2 separate regions of the Gossypium hirsutum genome follow, and region 2 is linked to region 1. The links are chromatin contacts, called in public Hi-C maps. All regions are on one chromosome and are shown on one strand. Each heading gives the region's core, a stretch centred on a gene start, on an enhancer-like site or on the middle of the called end of the contact. The rest is flanking DNA. Distances are from core to core; before and after follow the strand shown.

Region 1 (3,752 bases), core at 432-2,931:
TCACCCCGAAACCTGATTTCTATAGGATGAGTTTTTGAGGTAATAGTCCTATCCCGACATAACATATGAAATGTATGTGTTATGAGTCGTGCTAACACATCCTCAACCCCTCAAATATACTAATAAACTTTCATGATTTTACCTTTAAAATCCTAACCCTAAGTCTTTAAAAAAACTATAATCCTAATCTTTACAAAAATAAAAAACCTAACCATAATTTTTAAAAAATTAAAAAAAAAAGGTGAAAAGCAAGTCCAACTTAAAAAACAATCTATTTCTCTATAATTTAAAAAAGAAATTTAAAAGACCGGATAGAAAAAAAAAGTCGGCAGGAAAATTGACTAAAAAAAATAAACTATTTTAGTAGATATATAATTTAGAAAGTTTGTATAATAATATAATAATAAACATAAACCTTTTAAAAAGTTAACAATAGGTGGACAGACAAGACAAGACAATCAATGTAGGAAATGATATTTGATTGAAAAATACAAAATTTATAATTGAGATGAAGTTATGGTTGATGTGGTGGATTATAAATAGAGGTTTAGGACATCACTGTCCCAATAAATTAAACAGGACCTCGTGTTTAAAGCACCGCCAATCCTTTTACCTCTTACAGCTTAATTTTTCTGAATGTCTTTTTGGTATTTCACGTAGGTTTTCAATATTATCTTTTTTTAAGACATAGAATTCAGTTTTTGTAGGATGCAATGTATTTTATTATTACATTTAATATTTTAATATTTTAATTTTGCGAATGAGTAATAATATAATATTTTTAAATTAAAAAAATATAAAATTAAGTGACACGAATTAAAGTTTCCTTTATCATTGAGGCTTCAAAATTATTTTTTAAATTCAAAATATAATTTTAAATTACGATTTCAAGCCAAAAATAACTTTTTTCAAATTAAATTATATTTTTTTGACTAATTAAATTATATTTTTAAATTGCAATTTAAACTCAAATAAAATATTTTGACTTCTGGCATTTTATGAATGCTTTTAATTGAAATTAGTTTAATTATTCTTATTAAAAAATCTAACATATTTTTTTTTATCTTACAATATCATGTCTGAATAAATATTTTATTATTTCAAAAATATTTTTTGACAACAATAATTAAAATGATCAAAAACCCTTTTTTTTCATAACTCCCCCTAAGATTTTAAAATAATTGAAGTTGTTTATAAGTAAAATAATATGTTTGAAATTTATTACAAATTTTAAATGAAAAAAATAATTTCTAGCTTAATATATTATTTGATAATTTTTTTTAATCTTATACATATATATATTTATTTGTCTAATGTAATACATTTATTTGACAAATTTTTAAAGAATTAGGATTTATTTTAAAAAAATCATAATTAATTAATAATATTAACAATTAAATTTTATTAAATTAACCTTAAAATTTTAAAAAAATTCACAACCATCAAATTATATTTAAATAAATTAAATTAATTTATAAATAACACTAAATTTATTCTATTAATAAAATCATAAAAAATAATATTAAAATTCAAACCAATTTTAAAACTTAAAAATTAAAATTTTGATTACCAGAAGTCATCATTTTTCAGTCAAAATAAGAAAAATAAATAATTTAATGACGTTATAAAAGAGAGAAAAGAACATAAAAAGAAGAAAGCACATGGGGTGTTTGATGAGTACATTGACGCACGTGCCGATAAGGTAAGCGGCAAGCCTCACTGTCTGTATGGTTCTTGAATTTCATTTCCCAGAGTCAAGGGAGACAAAACATTATATTAATCCTTTCTCTTTCCTTTTTGTACGAAAACCCATTCAAAGTACTCTGGATTCATCACTCTCCCTCTTTTATTATCATTCTAACAATCCCTTCTTCCTACAACTTAAAAAGAAACACTCTGGTTTTGATCCTTGTTGGTTTTGTTGATCTGGGTATAATCGAAAATTTGTTGGGGGGAGGCGAGTGGGGATGAGGAAGAGGGAAAGGGAGAATCCGTGTGGGATATGCGGCCACTATCACAAGTACGAAGAAGAGGAAGTTTGTGGGATATGTGGCCATAGAATTCCCCTCTCTTCTGACAAATCATCGCTTCAAGTCAGTGCTTTTCCCTCCCTCATCTTGCCTGGCTTTCTTTATTTGGGTAGCTATGATAACGCCTCTCGCTCTGAGCTTCTAAAGACCCAGGGAATTACTCATGTCCTTAATGTAGGCCCCTTCTTCTCCTTTCATTAATGTGTATGTTTGCTTATGGTATTACTATCAGCTTATGGTTTTTATATTTAAATTTATGGGTTTTGTGATCCAATGTAGTTTGGAAAAGTTGACTTATGATTGTTCTCTAATTCATATAAAAAGGGTAAATTAGGAATTGATTTTAGTGCTGTATGTTTAAGGTTTTTATGCTGCTGTTTTTGTATAATATTGATGGGTTTTCTGCATTCCAAGTATTTGGCATCGGAAGTAGGAAATTAGTAACTAACTTAGTTCCTTTTGCCTTTGCTTGTTTCTAAGTATAGAAAGGGTGGCTTTGCTTAGCATGAAGAATGGAAGGGAGTGAGAATGGAGAATTTTGTTAATTAAATGATAAATATTCATAACCACTTTCCTAGTTTATAGCTTAACCAAAGCTTAATGGAGGAGGATCTTGTAATTACATTGATCTAAAAAATTCCTATGTCAGTTGTACTACCTATTATGGAAGTCTTATGATTATCTGCATGGTTAGTGGTATGAATGAAAGATTAGTTATAGCTTTGGGAATAGTGTGAAGTTAATAGGTGTACTATCCAGTTTTAATGAATTTTCCTTGAGACTCTACTTTAGGCCTTAACCTTTCGGGTAAACTTACTGTTGAGTTAAACTGGATATCTAGGATAAATAATGGGTAATATTCGTTGGTGCTTTCTATTTGCGGATGAGGCTGAGACCACTATTATTGATCTTAAGCTGGAAACTTGGGGAAGAAGTTTGACATAAAATGTGTGATATTGATGAGGCAACACCAGAACAGGATGTGAGGGTGCAATTTATCAAACTTAGAACTAGAAATAATGGTAAGATTTGATAGTCAAATGGTCCTAAGAGCAGTTCTGTTGATCTTTTAGTCCTTAGCCTTTGAAAGGAGAACCTGAGGGTTCATCATAAATTGAGGTTTTAAGATTTTCGTAGTGTTTAATGGAGAATTATACAACATTAAACCTTGCATGGCACTGGATCACATGCAGCATTATTGAGAAAGATGTACTGAGCTACTTTTTCACTATAGTAAAGGGATGTCCTTTCGATAGTAAATTACAATTCTATTCACAGCCATCATACATATAGAATCAGAAGGTGGCTAAACATAGCAGCCAATGAATAGCTTCTTTGTTAGATTTACACAATATCCAAACCCATATATTCTGTTTGCCATTTGCAAGGGCAAAAATTGGAATTTTGTAGGAATGGGGTCAAAGCAGTAAGAACACTTCTGTATCAAAGAATGGTATTAGGGATGAGGAGAAAATGGAATTGGGGACTGTCTCCACAGGATATGCTTTTGATATTGGAAATCATAACTGTTAAACTAAGTTGATAGTAATACTCTAACCACCTTCCAATGCCATCAGGGAGGGAATTGGAAGGATCGTTTTGGCAGGTGGTAAGGGTGATGGTGTGAAGATCCATTCTTTTTCAGTTTTCATTGTACAGTTTGTTCTCTTTGTTTGATGTTGCATCTGCTTAAATACATATTAATGGCTATCATGCATCTTA
Region 2 (3,752 bases), core at 803-3,302, 240 kb before region 1:
CTGATCTAATTTCGTTGCCACAATCATATAACATTCTTCATATAGACACCACAAAAAGAGTATGATCATGCTCATCATAGACTGAAAAACAGACCGACGGGCATAGACATACATGATTCACCCCAGCTGACCCACCAAAAGGTAAAGAAACCCTTCAAAGGAAAAATGGCAAACCAGAAAAGGGTGTATCCTTCACGCACAAAAAAAAAAGTGCAGGTTGTAATTGTAGCACATTTTGTCCTTTCCATGCCTATAGTACTAAAGGCTGACAAAATGCTGTAAGACAAGTGCTACTGTTGATAAGCTCACCTGACAGTAACCTACATCAGAATCACGAAAAGAATACCCCACAAGCACACGCCGGAGAGCAGCATGGCCCTCTGGAGTATCCAACCATGGATGGCCAGGGAAGGTTCGTGGAAGGTCCTGCAAGTATTTAAGAGAAAGGCTCAAACCAAATTTCTCAAAAGTCACAATTCTAGGTTATACAAATCAACAATTCGATGCCAGACCATCACATTCATTGTAATCTTCAGAAGTACTTTTAGAAGATACAATTGTTAGTTCTTCTATTTCTGATTCTATCAGTTCAGATGACAAGCAAAGAGATTATCAAGTACATTTTGTAAATCTTAGTTCAAGCATATAACATATATATATTCATAGGTATATTAGCTTATACACAATTATTGCTGAAATTGTTAAGATGCTTCCAATAAAAGATCAAACTCAATATAACCTTTGGTATTTGATATAACTTCTTATTCTGCATTTGTCAACAGTAAATGTTTTTTATTCCATCCTGTTGAAATTTCATTAGAGAAGAGACCTTTTCTCAACAGATCAAAACCTTCTAATGTCAAAACCCCAATACTGTCCAATGCAATCATCCTTTGCACGTAGGTCAATCATCAGATATGAATTCTCATTTCCAAATTCATTATGCAAAAATTAACCCTATCTCTAGAAAGAAACTTTACAAACATCAAATGAATAAGACGTCAATCAAAACAAAGACTCAATCAGAATTTATAAAGAAAAAAAAAGAATTAATGCAAGAATTTACATGATCAATCTGCCTTGTAGCAGGTGTTACTTTACCATCTACCGCCTTTGTCAAATCATTGTAATAACTTTCAGGCACCGTAGACTTCTTCTTGGCGGCACCGGATAGCGAAAACCAAACCTTAGGCCTAAGTACAGGGGGAATACCTTTCCTAATAAGCCTCTTCAGTGTAATAGAATTAGCCAAAGCTGCCAATTTGAGTGAAGATTTCAACACAATTCCTTCCGATAATGAAGAAACTTGTGGCTGTAAATACCAATTGGCTCCTTTGCTTGCTTCAAGTGCCCACCAAACTCGCCCTTGTTGCCTTACCTTTTCTCTTACCTCATTCAACACATTAACATCATCCACATTACCTTCAACAGTAAACCCATAAAGGTCTTGGAATTTCACTGTAAGATTAGCTCTTCTTGCATGGATGCTTGGCCTTAAAATTGGAAATTGTGCTTGCAATTCCAAAGTAAGGTCTCTTTTACTTTGGGTACCAAACATTTTTTCCCGTCCTTGATAGATCAAGAGAAAAGAAGACAAAGGTTAACAAGGGCTTTGTCAAAGAATGAGAGGGAGTTACAAGCTTTGAACCATGAAAGTGTCAATCTTTTCAAGCTTGCAGCTTGGAAATTTGAACGAAGGCTGAGTCTTGAAAATGGGTTTTATTTAAAGAAATAATAAGAGGATGAGTTACAAGCAAGACACGGAAAAAAGCTCTCACATTTGGATCAACATGACCATGGAAGATCCTTTTCAATAATATATAATATAATATAATTTTTTTTAAAAAAACCCAGAATAATGAAAGCCTTAAAAGAATACAGATTTTTTGCTCAACAAAATCTTCTGAGAAAGGGAGTGAAATTCTTTCCTTTTATTTTTTCTATTGTAATTTACAAAGGGAAGGGATGACTCAAAGAAACAAAAGATGTTACTAGGATATAAAAGAAGCAGAATTTAGTGGTAGGTAAAAATCAAAGCTTGAAAATTTACATATATAGAAAATTTCTCTTTTCTCAATACCAAAAATTACTCCTACTGATCTCTTATTAACAAAGAGAGAAGAAATTGTTTACAGTTTATACTTGAAAAAAAGGTGTAAATAAAAATTGGGAATTTTGTTATTAATTTATTAGTATTTTTTATTTTTCTAAACTCTATTATTAAGTTATAAATTTAATCCATATATTTTGTAATGATCACTGTTAGTCTCTATGCTTTTTGAATTCCTCATTATTCTTTTATTTTTTAAATTTCTAAAATGGTAACAATTATAAATATAGTTTATATTTTCTAATTTAATTTATTAACTCGTTTTTATGAGTAATATGTAAAAATAACAATATGACATACTATTACACGTGATAAAATATTTATCACATAAGATTTTAGAAATAATAAACTTTAACTTAATAAATTTAATAACAATCATTTGATCAGGGTTGAAATTTTTAAATTTGAAAAATATAAATAGTAAAATAACCATATTAAAGTATTTGGACTAAATCTATAATTTATAGATAATATAGGGACCAAGAGCATATTTTAACCTTTCCGTAAAATTAAACTATTGCCCCAACGTTAACAAAGCTTTGAATTTGATAAGACATGATGCGCGTGCGGTGGGTAGGTTTAGACTTTTAGCATTCAAAATAAATCCCTCTTTTTAATGGACTGATATACCCCTGCCGTTTATAAATTTAAATGTAAGATAAAAATATTTAATATAATATAATAAAAATTAAGACAATCTGATAATTTATTCAGAAATAATTTGAGGAATATATTAAAAAAAAACTGAAACATTCTGCGGTGATAAATAATAAAAATATACAAAATTTATGAAAAATAGTTATTTTAGTAGTTAAAAAATTAATGATTAAAAATAAGAGCAACAGTTGCAAAGAAGGGGTTTTTTTTCCTTGATAACCTAAAAAGAAGGGATAATTTGTTTTGATTTATGAGTGAAATAAAATCAAAACAGAAGAGGGAAGTTTTTCTCTAAAAAGGCTTAAATATGAAATTGGCCCTCGAACCATACTTTTTCTTACTTAGGCATCCAAAATAATTTTGGTCAAAACAAATATCTAAACAATCAATTTAGTCTTATTTTACCCCTAAGCATTATACTAATTAATAAGAACATGATACGTCATACACTTGTTGAGTAAGATAAGACGAAATTGATTATTTTTGTATCACTTTTAACAAAAAAATATATCTAAGTGATAAAATGATATAATTTTGAGGTAAATTTTGTAGTTAAACCTTTTAGAATTTGAATACTTTACATTTTTTAGTAATAAATAAATTTATATTTTGATTTGCTTTGTTTTTATTATCTGGCATAACGATTTATTTGGTCCTCTAACTTTACAAAAAAAAAATTATTTTAGCCCTTTATTTAGTTTTTTTGCCCCTTTTAGTCAATGAGCTGGCATTACTTGTCAAATTACCCTAAAATTGGTAAAAAAAATTAATGTTTGTTAACTTTATTGAACAATTCATGTATATGCCACATTAGCGATTAATTAATTTTTTTATACTTTTTACATAATTTTAATAATTTTTTAAAAATTTATAAATTTTAAAAAATTTAATTAATTGTTGGCGTGGTGATATTCACGTATATGTCATGTTAATAAAGTTAACGTCTAGTTAACAAACGTTAATTTTTTTCAATTTAATAAACTAT

The links. A called contact is a pair of places that touch in the nucleus more often than the background predicts.
Region 2: a Hi-C map of leaf shows a contact between it and region 1, with 1.9 times the contacts expected there. The contact joins the promoter of LOC107955734 here to the promoter of LOC107955728 in region 1. A contact is called at or near these places in 4 of 34 Hi-C or Micro-C datasets (all in leaf).

What each region holds. Positions count from the first base shown.
Region 1 is chrA07:89,694,867-89,698,618 of Gossypium_hirsutum_v2.1, reverse strand. LOC107955728 (protein-tyrosine-phosphatase IBR5) reads left to right here and starts at 1,681. Exons shown (of 5, transcript XM_041116560.1): 1 at 1,681-2,204. The coding sequence starts at 1,968.
Region 2 is chrA07:89,935,703-89,939,454 of Gossypium_hirsutum_v2.1, reverse strand. It overlaps LOC107955734 (TBC1 domain family member 2B), which reads right to left and starts at 2,052. Exons shown (of 8, transcript XR_001700097.2): 1 at 1,067-2,052; 2 at 310-426.